5 separate regions of the Mus musculus genome follow, and regions 1, 2, 3 and 5 are each linked to region 4. The links are chromatin contacts, called in public ChIA-PET and HiChIP or PLAC-seq maps. All regions are on one chromosome and are shown on one strand. The core of a region is the stretch at or near the end of the contact, and the rest is flanking DNA. Distances in the headings are between cores, read along the strand shown. Region 1 has its middle 49 kb from the start of Gm36520. Region 2 has its middle 4.2 kb from the start of Gm43522. Region 3 has its middle 15 kb from the start of Gm36443. Region 4 overlaps Hadh (hydroxyacyl-Coenzyme A dehydrogenase). Region 5 has its middle 94 kb from the start of Gm36520.

Evidence for each region. ChIA-PET counts read pairs in DNA pulled down with a chosen protein or histone mark. HiChIP or PLAC-seq counts read pairs in DNA pulled down with a chosen protein or histone mark.
Region 1: an RNA polymerase II ChIA-PET map of memory CD8 T cells shows a contact between it and region 4, with 33 read pairs. The contact joins two enhancer-like sites. A contact is called at or near these places in 14 of 484 Hi-C or Micro-C datasets (the CH12 cell line, LSK cells, bone marrow-derived dendritic cells and 11 more), 6 of 115 datasets of contacts at active chromatin or transcription factors (bone marrow-derived macrophages, differentiating embryonic stem cells, double positive thymocytes and 2 more) and 1 of 9 other capture datasets (embryonic stem cells).
Region 2: a contact with region 4 is called in an H3K27ac HiChIP or PLAC-seq map of regulatory T cells, with 6 times the contacts expected there. The contact joins two enhancer-like sites. A contact is called at or near these places in 6 of 15 datasets of contacts at CTCF or cohesin (the NIH/3T3 cell line, embryonic stem cells, hippocampal excitatory neurons and 3 more), 66 of 484 Hi-C or Micro-C datasets (the AtT-20 cell line, B cells, the BV-2 cell line and 51 more), 12 of 115 datasets of contacts at active chromatin or transcription factors (cardiomyocytes, craniofacial prominence, differentiating embryonic stem cells and 7 more) and 1 of 9 other capture datasets (embryonic stem cells).
Region 3: a contact with region 4 is called in an RNA polymerase II ChIA-PET map of memory CD8 T cells, with 481 read pairs. The contact joins two enhancer-like sites. A contact is called at or near these places in 2 of 39 promoter capture datasets (the SN4741 cell line and hippocampal neurons), 2 of 15 datasets of contacts at CTCF or cohesin (embryonic stem cells and large pre-B cells), 56 of 484 Hi-C or Micro-C datasets (the AtT-20 cell line, B cells, the BV-2 cell line and 42 more), 18 of 115 datasets of contacts at active chromatin or transcription factors (bone marrow-derived dendritic cells, bone marrow-derived macrophages, craniofacial prominence and 13 more) and 1 of 9 other capture datasets (embryonic stem cells).
Region 5: a contact with region 4 is called in an RNA polymerase II ChIA-PET map of memory CD8 T cells, with 304 read pairs. The contact joins two enhancer-like sites. A contact is called at or near these places in 4 of 484 Hi-C or Micro-C datasets (cranial neural crest, embryonic stem cells, gonadal supporting cells and 1 more) and 4 of 115 datasets of contacts at active chromatin or transcription factors (astrocytes, embryonic stem cells, memory CD8 T cells and 1 more).

The regions. Positions count from the first base shown.
Region 1 is chr3:130,899,318-130,902,017 of GRCm38.p6, forward strand. No RefSeq gene overlaps it. Among named protein-coding and RNA genes, the nearest start is that of Gm36520, 49 kb to the left of the region's middle. Within about 2 kb of position 1,289, at least 96 of the 459 cell types and tissues checked have an H3K27ac peak or open chromatin away from gene starts, as enhancers often do. A contact at or near this core is called in memory CD8 T cells, where this site is marked.
Region 2 is chr3:130,763,117-130,765,834 of GRCm38.p6, forward strand. No RefSeq gene overlaps it. Among named protein-coding and RNA genes, the nearest start is that of Gm43522, 4.2 kb to the left of the region's middle. Within about 2 kb of position 1,300, at least 8 of the 459 cell types and tissues checked have an H3K27ac peak or open chromatin away from gene starts, as enhancers often do. A contact at or near this core is called in Th2 cells and regulatory T cells, where this site is marked.
Region 3 is chr3:130,817,604-130,820,303 of GRCm38.p6, forward strand. No RefSeq gene overlaps it. Among named protein-coding and RNA genes, the nearest start is that of Gm36443, 15 kb to the left of the region's middle. Within about 2 kb of position 1,293, at least 91 of the 459 cell types and tissues checked have an H3K27ac peak or open chromatin away from gene starts, as enhancers often do. A contact at or near this core is called in CD8 T cells, Th1 cells, memory CD8 T cells and 1 more, where this site is marked.
Region 4 is chr3:131,249,537-131,252,236 of GRCm38.p6, forward strand. It overlaps Hadh (hydroxyacyl-Coenzyme A dehydrogenase), which reads right to left. Exons shown (of 8, transcript NM_008212.4): 2 at 267-395. Among named protein-coding and RNA genes, the nearest start is that of Hadh, 21 kb to the right of the region's middle. Within about 2 kb of position 1,310, at least 33 of the 459 cell types and tissues checked have an H3K27ac peak or open chromatin away from gene starts, as enhancers often do. A contact at or near this core is called in CD8 T cells, Th1 cells, Th2 cells and 2 more, where this site is marked.
Region 5 is chr3:130,944,986-130,947,685 of GRCm38.p6, forward strand. No RefSeq gene overlaps it. Among named protein-coding and RNA genes, the nearest start is that of Gm36520, 94 kb to the left of the region's middle. Within about 2 kb of position 1,331, at least 180 of the 459 cell types and tissues checked have an H3K27ac peak or open chromatin away from gene starts, as enhancers often do. A contact at or near this core is called in memory CD8 T cells, where this site is marked.

The DNA of each region.
Region 1 (2,700 bases), core at 39-2,538, 350 kb before region 4:
CCTGTCAGGGTCTGCTGTGTAGATCTCCTGTGAGGGTCTGCTTTGTGGATCCCTTGTGAGGGTCCCCTGGGAGTGTCTCCTGTGTATATCCTGTGAGGGTGTTCTGTGAGAATCCACTGGGAGGGTCTCTTGTGTATATCCTGTGAGGGTGTTCTGTGAGAATCCACTGGGAGGGTCCTATATGAGGAGCTTCTCTGGAGTTGAGGTGGAAATGTTTGCTTGGCTCCGGCAGAACCTGGCTGGTAGCAGTGGGAGATATTTCATAATATGATGGTGATGCCACCTCGTTCTTTTCATCTTCAAAGTACCTTACAAACAGTAATTAATTCCTATAATACTCATGAGGTAAGTAAGTAAACACCATTATCCCATTTTATAGATAGAGAAACTGAGGTGAAGTAGCCAAGAAAATGGCCCAAGGCCAGAAAGAGACAATCTTAGAGAAAGATCAGAGGGAGACACTCCTGCTGTCTGCTACCCCCCTTTGGCTCACACCACCTGAGACTCTATCAGGACAAAGTCGCCACAGAGCTGTAGGTAGCCAGAGACCCAGGAAGGGCAGGGTCTCCCAGCAGCTCCACTTGGGTCTCCCTGCCCTGAGAAATAAATGCTGCTATTCACCCAGTGGGCAGCGTGTGGTCATTCACTTCAAGATCCCTTGCAAAATAACAACAAAAAACCCATTGAGGCTCCTTTCTCCTCGGACCACGTATTTCCTGAGCCTTTCCTTGAAATCAAGGGATGCATCGCGCATCCACGCCCTCAGGAAGCAAGAGAACCCTACCCGCCCTTCAGTTCTTGGGAAGTTATTCAGAAGTGAGACCGCAGAGCAGGCCACAATGCCGGCCTTTCTCCTCCGGGTCCCTGGCCCAGCTTCCTCACTAGACAGCTAATAGCCATCTGGCTGCACCGCACTGATCGGCTGCTTCCTCTTCGTGGGCCTCCCGACTCCCCGCGCTCGGGGTGGACGCATCTCAAGTAGCTCGCAATTAGGCTGAAACGTTATATTAATGCTGACAGAGGCCGCAGAGAGGAAACATGAGTTGAAATGAAACAAAAATGGCTAGCTGAGGGAAGGAACCCAGTCCCTGGGAAGTGAAAGCCACTAACCAAAGGTTCCACACTACTCCAGACCTGAATTTCACCCAGACTGCCCAGACAGACAGCAGTCTGAGACGCTTCGTGGACCACAGTTCGCGACGCTTCGTGGACACAGTCTGCGATGCTTCATGCGCCTAATCACGAGCCTTCATCACACTCGGCTCAAAACACTGCCACTTACCCACACTGCACTGCCTCTCTCCTTCCTTTAACAGCCCAAAGCTATCTGCTGCCACCCACTTCACACTACTATCAAGTCTTGAAGCTTATGCGTTATCTAGATTCCCCTGGTATCAGGACTTGGCTCCTACTAAAAACTGAAGGCCTTTGAAGTGCTGGGGCCAAACTGTGCCTGTAGTATGTCAAGTCAGTCACTGTGTTTTCTTGAAACCTTTGTTCCACACCGGCCTCTGTTTGGCTGCATGTTCCCGGCAGAGCTACAGGAAAAAAAAAGTAGAACTTGCCCTCTGCAGTCTCTTTGATTCTCCTGTGAGACCACTTGGGGACATCCAGACAGTCTTTTGGGACAGTCTTGACCCAGAGCACTGAAGAGAGGCACCAGGAAGCAGTATGGTGGATAGGCAGACTATCAGCCTCAACCTGGCCCCAGTGGGCCTTGCCCACAAAGGCCCTTGTCTCCTGGGTCTTGAGGCAGCTAATTGGTGATGGCCGCCATGACAATACATCTGTCTCAGGCCCTTCTTGAGTACTGAGGAGATAACCGAGTCCACTGGAGCACAGGTGCGCATGGTTTACGGTGGCCTTCCAATGAGTATGCTCTTCCTCTAGCTTCAGCCTGGATGGAGGAAGACGCCCCTCAAACTGGAAAGACCCCCATATGGAATCAATCTAGCATCAGAAGAACCGTCACCATCCCATGCCAGCGCAAAATCAGAACAAGAAAGAAATGGGTTCCCGGGCGGGTAAATTCTCCCCTCCCCCGCATCGGAACCAGGAGAGGTGAAACCTTGGGCAGATTCCTCCTAAACAAAGCCCGCTTCCCTCCTGCTCAGAGTTCCATCAGAAGCCCCAAGGCTGGGTGTGGGCCAAGTTCAGGCATCATACAAGTCTGTTCTCTGCACAGTGACACATTCCAGGTGAACGCCGGGGAGAAGGGCTGAGCAGAGAGGCAAAACTTCTCACCACATGAAAGAGACTGTTCCGGCTTGCTGCCAGAGCGCGCAGGCTGCACAGTGACACTGCGCACCGTGCTCCAGATTCGAAAGTTCATAAATAGATCCACAGTGTTGATACTTCAGGGCCATGGTGGGTGGGAGTTGGATTTCTGTTCCTCCAACTCTGTAATTAATTTATCTAGCAACGAGGATACAGTGATGCCAGGAAGAAAGAAAATAAAAAAGCCCCTGGAGGGGCTGTCTGTGTCTTTGCAGAATGACTGGGGACTCCTGGGTTAGAGCTGCAGTTTAGACGTGAGTGAACTTTTTAAAAGTCTGTGTGAGTGTGTGGAGTCAACGGCTATGTATCAAAGGGGTCCGTGTGATGTGTGTGTCTCTTTAAACACTTACGTAATAGTCTGTCTGTACTGTGTGAAAGGACATGGCATGCACATATGTGTGATGGGACAGTATCAGGTCACAC
Region 2 (2,718 bases), core at 50-2,549, 490 kb before region 4:
TTCTCTCCTCTTACTCACCTCCCCACCCACTGATGTTCTCATCAGCTTCAGAGTTTTGGTTTTTTTTTTCCTAGTGTCTTAGAGTTGGAATCCTGAGAAAAGAGTCAAGATTATCTCTCTCATGAAGAGCTATAGGAACACAAAAGCTCCTATTTCCCTGGGAGTAGTGGGAAGGTTTTAGTACAGGTTAGGGACAGCAAGATTGGGAGAAGGACAGGAGAGTCAATTAAAACCAACAATGCACAAAAATGCCACAAGGAAATCTGATGCTTGATAAGCTAATTTAAAAAGCAATATAAGATAGAAGAATTTGAACAGAGGTGCCCTGCTTCAGTAGATAAGGAGATTTCCAGAGGACGTGGGTTATAAAGTGAAAATCCCAGTGCCAAAAGTGGACTGCCGCCCTATGTGTTGTTGGTTAGGGAGATCCTGGGGTCACCTTCCCCATCCCCCAGTGCAGAGTGATTGAAACTGCTTTTGGTTGCCATCAAGAACCAGACTGTATGACTGGGTCGCTGAAGACATCACATGTGTTGATCGGAGTACACAGATAAATCAACCAAACTGGAACTAGGCTAAAGGCTTCCTTATTGCTGAGTGGTCCTCATGGTGCTAGAAAGGTGTTATAGATTTAGGGGAATGGTTGTCATCAATTGTCTTACTCAGCTATTGACCCCAGATGCAACACTACCAATCATCCAGGCAACCTGCTCACCAGCACAATGGTGGCCAGTCTGTTAGAGGGCTAACCAACCAGCTTCGAATGGGAATTGAAGCCTGATTGACAACGGAGAATTCACCTCTAGTGCTGTAAATGTGGTCAAAGCCCACGGCTGTGAGAATCATAGGCCTTAGTGGAGAAGCCGCTATTTTGCTGAATGAACATGATGATCACATCAAACTGCCTTCTAAATAACTGGGTTTGTGCCCACAGACTAGTGCTGCTGTGTGCCGTAGCCAGAGAGACTTCTTTTTGCAGTGGTCAGTAGTACCCGGCTATCATGATGAGAGTAAGAGATGGGTGAATGCTAGCCAGAAGTGGGACATCCATATCTCCACCCCAGAGGCTCGGGGGACATTGTAGAAGGAAGGGTGGAAGGAATGTAAGAGCTGGAGGAAGTGGGAGAGGGTGCGGAATGCTGACTTGTGACCATAATAAGGCCACTGCACCCTGGCACCCAGAGCAGCTGGGATTGCCTGCACAAGACTGTGCCTGTCAGCAGCTTTCTGTAGAAGGGAGAGGCACTCATAAGGTCTGCCATTTCCTGAGGACTTACGTGCGTTTCCTGGTTGTCAGGAGATAGACATTTCCTTCAATGGTGTAACCCACAGTGTGTGATCCAGTAAACAATACCTGAGCTGAGCTCCTGTAAGCAACTGTAATGAAACCGATTGGACCATCAGAGCATAACAAATGTAAGAGTAGAAGGGACTAGCTGGGGGAGGAGAGGGGAAGCAGAGAGGATAACGGGTATGTGTGTGGTGATTATGATCAGATATACATGTACAAAGATGTCCTATTGAAACCCACTATTGATCGATACTAACAAAAATAAAAGATGGAACCACTTCTCAGGGACTCTCTTCCTGTAGTTGGCTAGGTTTTTTTTTTTTCTCATGTACTGGGGAATACAGAACTGTGGTGAACCAGAGCTTCCTACATAGCGGGTAAGTATTCTACCACCAAATTTCAGCCCTACATCTTTCCTTGTTTTTGTTTTGAGACAGGGTCTTGCTAAGTTACTCGGGATGACCTTGAACTTGCAGTTCTCTTGCTTCATCTTCTGAGTAGTTGGGCCTCTCTGGCCATGACCTTTGTAATTTCTTTGTGATCGTCATGAAGACTCAGTCCTACACAAGTCCTGCCTATATCCAGTCAGCTGAGCGCAGCCATGGCGTCACTGCAATTTCTTAGGTAGAATAAGTCCTAGGTTTTTATTTTTAACTTAAAATATAGTTTGGTTTCTATTTCAGTGCTGATCACATAGGCACAGGTGGCTCATGAAAATCCCGTGAGCTGTGTGTTTATGATATACACAACAAGTCTAACATATTAGCCTTTGAGGGGGGACTTTCTCTGTAGCAGGGAGACGACTTAACAACTGTTACAGAGAAACCTCACAAATCTGGAACAAGGGTATGGTGGGGAGGAGCGAGCATGCTCAGAGTAGATCAGCTCATTTTTAGTCATTCTAGTCAGTCAAGCACATTTAGTTCCTTGGTTTAGCGCCTCCTCTGCCCCCCCCCCCCCAAGAATGCAAGATGACATCGGGATTCTAACACTCATCTGCAAATACCATAAAATTAGGTGGGAAGAAATAATTTTCTTAAAATATGTGTGTGTGTGTGTGTGTGTGTGTGTGTGTGTGTGTGTGTGTGTGAGTGTGTATTTGAGGCAGAGGCATGTATGACATGGCACACGTGTGGAAGGCAGAGGACAACATGAAGGTCTGTTTTTTCCTTTTACCATGTGGGACTGAACTCAGGTCCTCAGGCTTAACCACAAACACCTTTAAGAGCTACCTTGTTGGCCTGGAGGCTTCTGCCTTATCATTTTCAGATAGCCCTTGCACCTCCCAAAGGCTTGCTTCCTCTTATGCAAACTGTTGAAACTTCGTTGTACCTGAATTATTAAGCAGCTATAGGAATGGTTGGCTGAGTATGCAAATTTCCATCTCCCTGTGTTCTCAGGGCTGAGGTTTCCTCTATAATTCCCAG
Region 3 (2,700 bases), core at 43-2,542, 430 kb before region 4:
GTTTGCTTTTGAGACACAGTCTTGTCTTGTAGCTATGCTGGCCTTGGACTTGGTTCTTCCTTCCTGTGCCACGCATATAAGCATACGGCACCATATCTGATGCACACAGCATCATATCTGATGCATACAGCAACATATCTGATGCATACAGCATCATATCTGATGTTGTGTCTTGCTTTGACTGGAGGGCTCATGAGTGACGCACACCAGACTCCACAGGCTGGGAGCCAACCCTGGGAAGTAGGGTCACAGTCAGTCATGACCATGGTGTATTGATGGTGTATTTGACCCAGGATCTAGGCTGAAAGCAGCCATGTAGAAGTACTGTTAACTCTCAGGAGCCTCTTGCCATCCTAGAACTGGATTAGAATGTTCTGGATAATGAAGAAGCTAGCTCGCTTCTCAGCTCCTATCAGCTGTCGTTCTGTGGGTAAGTTTAAAGGTAGACTGTCCAGTTAGCATTTATCTATACTTGGTAAAAGGTAGCTACTTGTATATTATAAATTAGTCATGAAGTTAAACTGTCATCACGGTGTTGTAAGAGCAGGCCACATGGTGCCTGCTTGGGTTGTTGTACCAGTAGAGCTGAGCCTTCACTATTCCTTATTTTTTGTGGGTGCCAATAGTTTCTCATGGCACAGTTGAGCCTGATGACTTTGTTTAGAAATTAAAAAAAAAATTCATAGTTAACTCCAGAGATATATGAGTCTCATTTTCTTCAGTATTTTTTTAAATTAAAATTTTTAAAAATTAGAATGAAATGATCTTTAAAAATAATGTGTGTGTGTGTGTGAGAGAGAGAGAGAGAGACAGAGAGAGAGAGAGAGAGAGAGAGAGAGAGAGACAGAGAGAGAGTGTGTGTGTGAATGGAGGTCAGAGGACAACTTGTGGAAGTCAGTTCTCTCCGTCCATCATGTGGATTCTAGAGATTGAACTACAGTTGTCAGGGCTGGCAGCAAGCATCTAATTAGGCATATCCCCTGTGAGCATTTCCTAGCGCTGCTTGCTTTGATAATATTAAAACCATCTGCCTTCATTGCCTACAGGTCCGGGGATTAAGGGGTAAGATATCCCAGTACAGAGACAAAGGAAGGATTTATTAAATAGTAAGGTGAGATATTTGTTGTGTATAATTCAAAATATACGTGTGTGTGTGCAGTACACACAAGGTGAAGAGCGCCAGGATGGAGGAAAACAGCCTTTGGATTTTACGAAGTCCTCTGGGAGCTCTCGTTCCAAAAGTCGAACTAGCAGCCGCCACTAGATGGTGCTAAGCAGCAGGGAGGCGCGGCTTGGCGCCTTTCGGCTCCCCTCCCCCACCGCGGAACCTGCATCGCTTGCTTGATTCCTTGCTCTGTGTGCTTGATGCTCTGAGAACGATTGTCCAGGAATGTCTAATAATAACAAAAGCCCGTTTAAACATTAGACAAACACGAGCCTAGGTGGGTAAACATCGTCAGTGGCCCTCTCCTTTGTCTGTCAGTAAAAGGAGTGAGGCTCAGTAGCCTAAAATGTAAACTGGTGGGTGAGTTTCCGAGTACTCAGTTCAGTACTAAGGAACTCTTTGAAATACGCGGATTGTCTGTTCCAGGTGAAGAGGGTGGGGGTTGGGGGCGAAGCGGTCTTGAAGGGGAGAAATTTGAATTACCTTTGGCAGCATGGCGCACGCCCGTGGGTTAGAGTTGGAGGCTGTTGGATTTGAACTTGGGAATTTATAAGAGTCGGAAACTGGAGTTGTCTGTGCAGAGCTCATAGATTGCTACTCCTAACAACAGGTGGCACCTGTGACACGAGACAAGTCTTTGCCTTTTCTTTCTGCTTAAGACCTTTTGGACTCTTTAACACAGGGTGCCTGCTCTTGCCTGAACTATCTAAATGCATCCTGTCAAACCAGGAGTCTGCTCTTCATTGCTGTTCTAGATTTCAGGCCAGGCAAAAACATGGCGTGGCGGGGTGGAGGAGGGGAGCGAAGGAAACCTTTAGGAGCAAAGTCAACTTTGTATCCACTTCCTCACTGGGGGGGAAAAAAGCATGAAGCGTTTGATTAATGTAGATACATAGATGTTCATTTAGACACAACCTGTGGGTGGGTGGGGGTGGAATCCACTAAGGTGTTTACAAATTTTAACTTCAAACTGAAGAGATTACTGTAGATGCTACTGCCAAACCAACCAGAGCAGAATTTCTTGAGATTATGTATCTATGACCCCCCCCCTTTTTTTTTCCTGCGTAGAATTAGGCTGGCGGGACACTTCCTATTGATGCCTACAGGGGACAAACTGTACTGCAGCAGTTTGCAATGGAAGATTGTTTATGTGCCATGCGATCTGAGAGGCGCGATTGTGAATGGGGGAAGCAAAGGGAATTGGAGTGTATAAATTGCCAGAAATCAGGGTAAATCATTCGGAGGAAGTGCTCAAAAACAAGACGAAAAACCCAGAGGGGTCTTCAGGAAAAGGAGACCACGGTCAGGAGCAGCAGAGACACGCATGCGTGGATGTGTTTGTTTGTTTTTTGTTTTTTCTATTTCTAGGCAACTGTAGAGGGAAGGTGAGCTGTGTTTCTGGGGGGAGGGCCAGGAGAGTGGGAACAGACTGGGGGCGAGGGGAGAGGAGGGACACGCCAAACTTAACGTCTGTAGTAAAAGTCAGAGAATTGTTCTGGTTCGTTTTCACACAGGGCCATGCTGAGTGAGCACCC
Region 4 (2,700 bases), core at 60-2,559:
TCACCTGGAAATCTTTCACCAGATTGTCCAGTGTTTTAAATGTGCTGACAACGGCCCACCTGGCTTTGATCCGGGTTGACAAAGCCAGTCTGCACCAGATTTTCTTATCTCTGCTCAGGGATCCAAGTCACCGCCTGACACCTGCAGGGACCCCCTCAGGCAATTAGACACAAGCATACAATGAGGTGAAGCCACACAGACACACAGACACACACACAAAGGTGGAGCCGTCAGAGGAATGGCCTTAGCCACTGATAAGAACTTACCTTAGGGTTTTCTGTGAACTTCTTCTTTGCCATCCTCTTTAGACTCTCCTCAATTCCCTTCTTGGATTTTGCCAGGATGTCTTCCGTTTGGTCCACCAATACTACTGTATGGCCAGTTGCTGCAGCTACCTAAATTTAAAAAAAAAAAAAAGAATCAGTTTCATATTCTACATGGCTTCCACTACTATTCCACTCAAAATAGCTCATGGGCCTAAGCATCAGCCAAGGTCAGACACTTGCTTCTTGCCTGAGGCGGTCCGAAGTCACGCCGCAAATTCTCCATAACACGTCTCTTCTTGTGGCCCTTAAAGCAGGAGTAGGTGAAGCTTACAATTCTACTCCAAGCCAATGAAGATCTTGTCCCCAAGAGCTATTTAAGGACACAACTAGAAGGAGAGCAGAGTCTATGACAACTAGCCAGTTTGGGGAGGCAAAGGGGATTCCACATTTCTTGCCTTCTCCATTCCCCCCTGGGTAGGCGACATCCCTGAGACACAGGTATATTGAGTGAAGCTGTGTCCCAAGACCACAAACAACCAGCCTGTTTTACACACTGTCAGGGTCAAGTCAAGTCCTCTTTCACCAGTCTGCTAAAAGCCCCAGCAAGGACCACAGAACAGGGAGTTTGTTGGGGAAAAAAAAAAAAGACTATTGAGTCATCTACACACAAATGTGACTCAATTCAAGGTAGGAGTAGAAGGACACACCCAATCTATCGCAGATACGATGTGACAGCCACCCTGAGAAGAGGCCCCAGGAAGCCTGAGTACTTCCTGGAGACACAGTTTTAGGACAGGTGGGCACTGGTGGTGTGGTGAGAGGGGCAGGCTAGCTGCAGATCTGCCCAAGAAGTAAGAAGGTGAAAAACACTGTGATCATGTGAGATTCCTGAAGCCAAGCAGCCAAGCCTCAAAGCAGAAAACACAGAGAGAATAAGACAGAACCAGACGAGCAGTGAGAGCCAACAGGTTCAAATCCCACAGCCAGGTTCCCAATGCTGCATCAAGTTTGAAGTGTTGAAATGCAGGCTTAAAATGACAGCTACACCTAGGGCTTCTCCCACGCAGTGGTACAGGTCCGAGCCTGCCCGGCCTGTGGGCAGCTTCAGCATCCCAGGATCTGAGAAACAAAGAATGGGAAAGCTGCTGATGCAGGAGAACTGACAGATCAGGGTGATGGGAGCAAGAAGGCCAAGTCATCCCGATAAGAGACAGAAGCACACAGTGAGTGACCCCGCTGTCAGTGTAAGGCCAGACCGTTTCCCAAAGCAGAACACTTGAGGACCCAGGCCAGTGTTTCTCTAGCGAGCCAAGGCCAAGAGCCGACACGCCGAGGTGACTGGGCAGAGCAACTTTGGAAACAGTACAGAAGGGAGTGACCACAGCAGACCCAGGTCCTCTGCTTTTAGGAAGGCCGCTTGTGAAGCTGACCCTGGGCTGACCTCTAGAACTTGGGTTTGGAGTGAGTTCTCGTCCTTCTCTGACCATGCAGCTTCCGCTGCTGCAGGCTCTCCTGAGACAGTGCAATGTCGGAATCAGATGATATCATGGCCATCCGCCGGATGATAGCATGGCTATTCCTCAGTAAAACGCCTGGATGCCAAGTCTCTAGCTGGAGCACCTAGAGACAACTTTTTACATGGTTTGTCACATCTCACTGCCGAGGGAACTACACCTGTCCAATGTGGTTGTGAGGGACAGGGAAGGCCCTTGCCAGCTCTTGCCTGGCACCTGACACACTCCAGCAGTCTTTCCTCTTTACTTCATCCCTTAGCAGTAGTAAGTTGCCACCTTGCATATGTCTGTACGTGGGACCTCCTAAAGAATTACCGAACCACGTGGGGGAAGGGCTAGCAGAGAAACAGAAATGAACAGATCTCAAGGTCCTGGTAGGGCCAGGCGGGGAACTAGCCTGCTCTGTGTTTGGCAGTTGAGAGACTGTCAACTTGACAGGCAGGAGTGAGGGCCACCAATAGAGGCTCATGACCGGCAACGCAGGGACAAGCAAGTGCTGCCTTGAGGGCTTCTGCTCTTGGCCCCTCTGCCATATCTCTATGGTGTTTGAAACAAGTGATTCTTACATAGTTTCTCCTGACCTCTGCTCTAGACCGTTCCTCAAGGTGGCCAAACAGGACTCCTGGGCTCTTACCCACATGGGTCCCAACCCATACTTCCCCCCTCTTCATCTCCAGTAGGAAACTGCTTGGGTTTTTCAGCTCTTAGAATTGAGAAGACATAAACAGTCATGACACCAGGCTGTACCACAGGTGACGTAACAACAACGGAGAGCGATGCTCTTGACAGCTCTCCTACATGGGGAGTTTATACTCTCATTCACAAAAGAAGCGAACCAGCCTCGATGAAGCCTCCTGTCTACCAGCAAGCCCCGAATGGCCCAGCATTTCCGGGAGCAAGCAGGTCTCAGGGGTGAGACC
Region 5 (2,700 bases), core at 81-2,580, 300 kb before region 4:
CCCAAACAGGAGATCTGCAGAATACTAGACTTTGCATATATTAGAAGAATTTCTCAGGTCACAGCAAGACTAATCTTTAACATCACAAGATTCATTCATTCATTCATTCAATGTATTTGATATCTAAAAAGCAGCTTTATTTTTATGGCAGTCTGGAGCTCAGAGGAAAAGGAACATTGTGGCAGTAAGAGATGGGCTCTGTAGACATTCAAATCTCTGGTCACCGTAACCTTTTCAAGCCACACTTACTTCATAGAATCATTGTGGATTGATTGGCAGAGTCCTCAGATGAGAACACTGACAATCCAGGTTGACTGTAAAAGAGAACAATAATTTCAAGTGTGAAGGAAACGTTCCAGATTAAAAAAACAAAAAAAACAAAACAAAACAAACAAACAAAAACACAGTGTATGCTGTCTAGATCCTTATAAACATATTTCCTCTTCATGAAGACAACTGTCACACTTCCTTCCCTGAAGTGTATGCTGTTAAGCTTATTTACTTCCTGGTACTCAGAATAGGTTTTTCTCCAGCAGTCTGGGAAGGCAGCCGGGTGGGTGGGTGGCTTTGGGGCCCACACTGGACCAGCATCTGAGTCGCAACAAATCCCATATTGTCCAGACCCTAATGAAATTGCTTCTGGCGTCGCCAGGAAAGTGTTTACTCGCCTCTAAATTAACTCCATTGTCCATCCGAGAGAAGAAAGTAAGTCAGCTATCAAAAGGGAAAAAAACAAAAAACAGAAAACAAAAAATGAGGCAGGCACGGAGTTCTTGCTTACAGCAGTAGGTTTTATTGTTTTGTTGTTGTTATTTTGGTTTTAAAGGGTTGTTTTTCCACAAGTTCCTTTATGTCCTAAGACAAAGTCCCTTCTCGTGGCTCTCTGTCCCGTAATGACATTTCTCAGAACAGCCTTGGGCTCCTGGTCGCTGTCCCGTTGTGCGCCACCACCACCCCTCCCCACTTCATCCCCCATGGCTGCACGCAGAAACCTTTTCCTCAAGTGATGGACTCCTGTTTTGCAGCCAGTCAGCACCTGCTCTCAAAACCTGATCCCTCCCTGGTTTGTTTCAAGTGGAGCCAGGGGATCCGGACTTAATTAGCAGTGATATATCTCTCATACTGATCAGTTCCATCCAGCTTCCCCCTGGGGCCCCAGATTTGTCTCTATTTGGAATCCCCGTGCTTGCTGGGCGGCTGGTGTTTGCAGTTAGCTGGCAGCCGCTCGCTCGCTCGCTTGCTCGCTTGCTCGCTTGCTCGGAGAGCACGCCGGGTGGGAACACTCGCCGGGTGGCGGAGCAGGCAGCCTTTGGCGGGGCTGGGGAGGAGACAAGTCCTGGCGGCTTCCTTCAGCCCAGTGCCCACAGCCAAAGGCCAGGCTGGGAGACAGCCCCTCCTCAGACACCGGAAGAGACTCGGGGAGGCTGGGAATGGCTGGAGACGGTGGTCACCCTCACTCAAGGAAGCTCCGTGGCATGGCAGAGGCCTGGATGTCGCGAGTTTGCAAATGGCCTTTTGGGCTGCTGAGGAAGGATTTCTTTCTTTCTTTCTTTCTTTCTTTCTTTCTTTCTTTCTTTCTTTCTTTCTTTCTTTCTTTTTCAGGAGGGGAAACCGCCTCCTGCTCTGTACCATCTCGAGCCAAAATAACATGTTTTGGCAACCATTATTTGGCAATTAGGGCCTCAGCTCACTGAAAGCATTCTTCCATGCAAAATATGCCTTGGAAAGAAAACACTAAACCACATCTGAGTGAAAATATAGGAAGTCAACAAAGGGGTGACTGAGCAGGGAGAGTCAGCAGGAGCGCTTTGGAGGAGGGCGCAGTTGGCAACTAGACCTTTCCATTGCCCTGACTCCAACTCTACCCCAGTCTAGGCAAGGCTCGAAGACTTAGCATAACAGCATACTGCGTGCTGGGCTCCATTCCCTGGCCCCCCAAACAGCCTTCCCGGCAGGATCTAAAGAAAGGCAAAAGATAGGGTATGTCTGCAGGTCAGTTCACCCCACCCCCCAGCCACCCCCACCCTCCCAGCTACACACATATACAATCTGCAAGACTGAGCAGGGGACGGGAACAACGGGTACAGGGACCCTTCTAGGTACTGACTGACTCCTCTCTCATCCTAACACTGCTCCCTTTCAGCCAGTGTGAGAGCAGAGAGATTGCTCTTCCCACGGTCCCATGGAAACCGCATCCTTTGATAAAGAGAACCGCCAAGCAGGTTAACATCCATCAGGTACAACCGGACAGAAGCAAGGAGATTATGACTCAGGGCATGTTGCGTTTTCTGGTGTGTTCCAAGCATATGTGTTGCCATATGCTCTGGTCTACTGTCACACACAGTCTGCTGTGTTCATTCTTTACTGTCCTTGCTCAATTCCCCGATCTGTTGCCTGGTGAGAAACTGTAAAGATTGGGCTTTGAAGGCAGGAAGCAATACCCAATTACACCTTGCACACAATAATACGCCTCTACAGTGGGCCCGACAAAACCACATCCTCCACTCAGCTGTCACAGCGTAGGGCAGACACAGGGCCAAGACACCTGGACTCCCCTCCCTTGTAAACACAACTACCACCTGTAGGCTAGCTCCAGAAGAAATGTTAGTGGATGTCCTGTGGACAGAGACAACCAAAGTGGTTCTCATCACTCTCTCACTGTGTAGCTAGCTCATGAACATGTTAGGTTTAATCTTACAA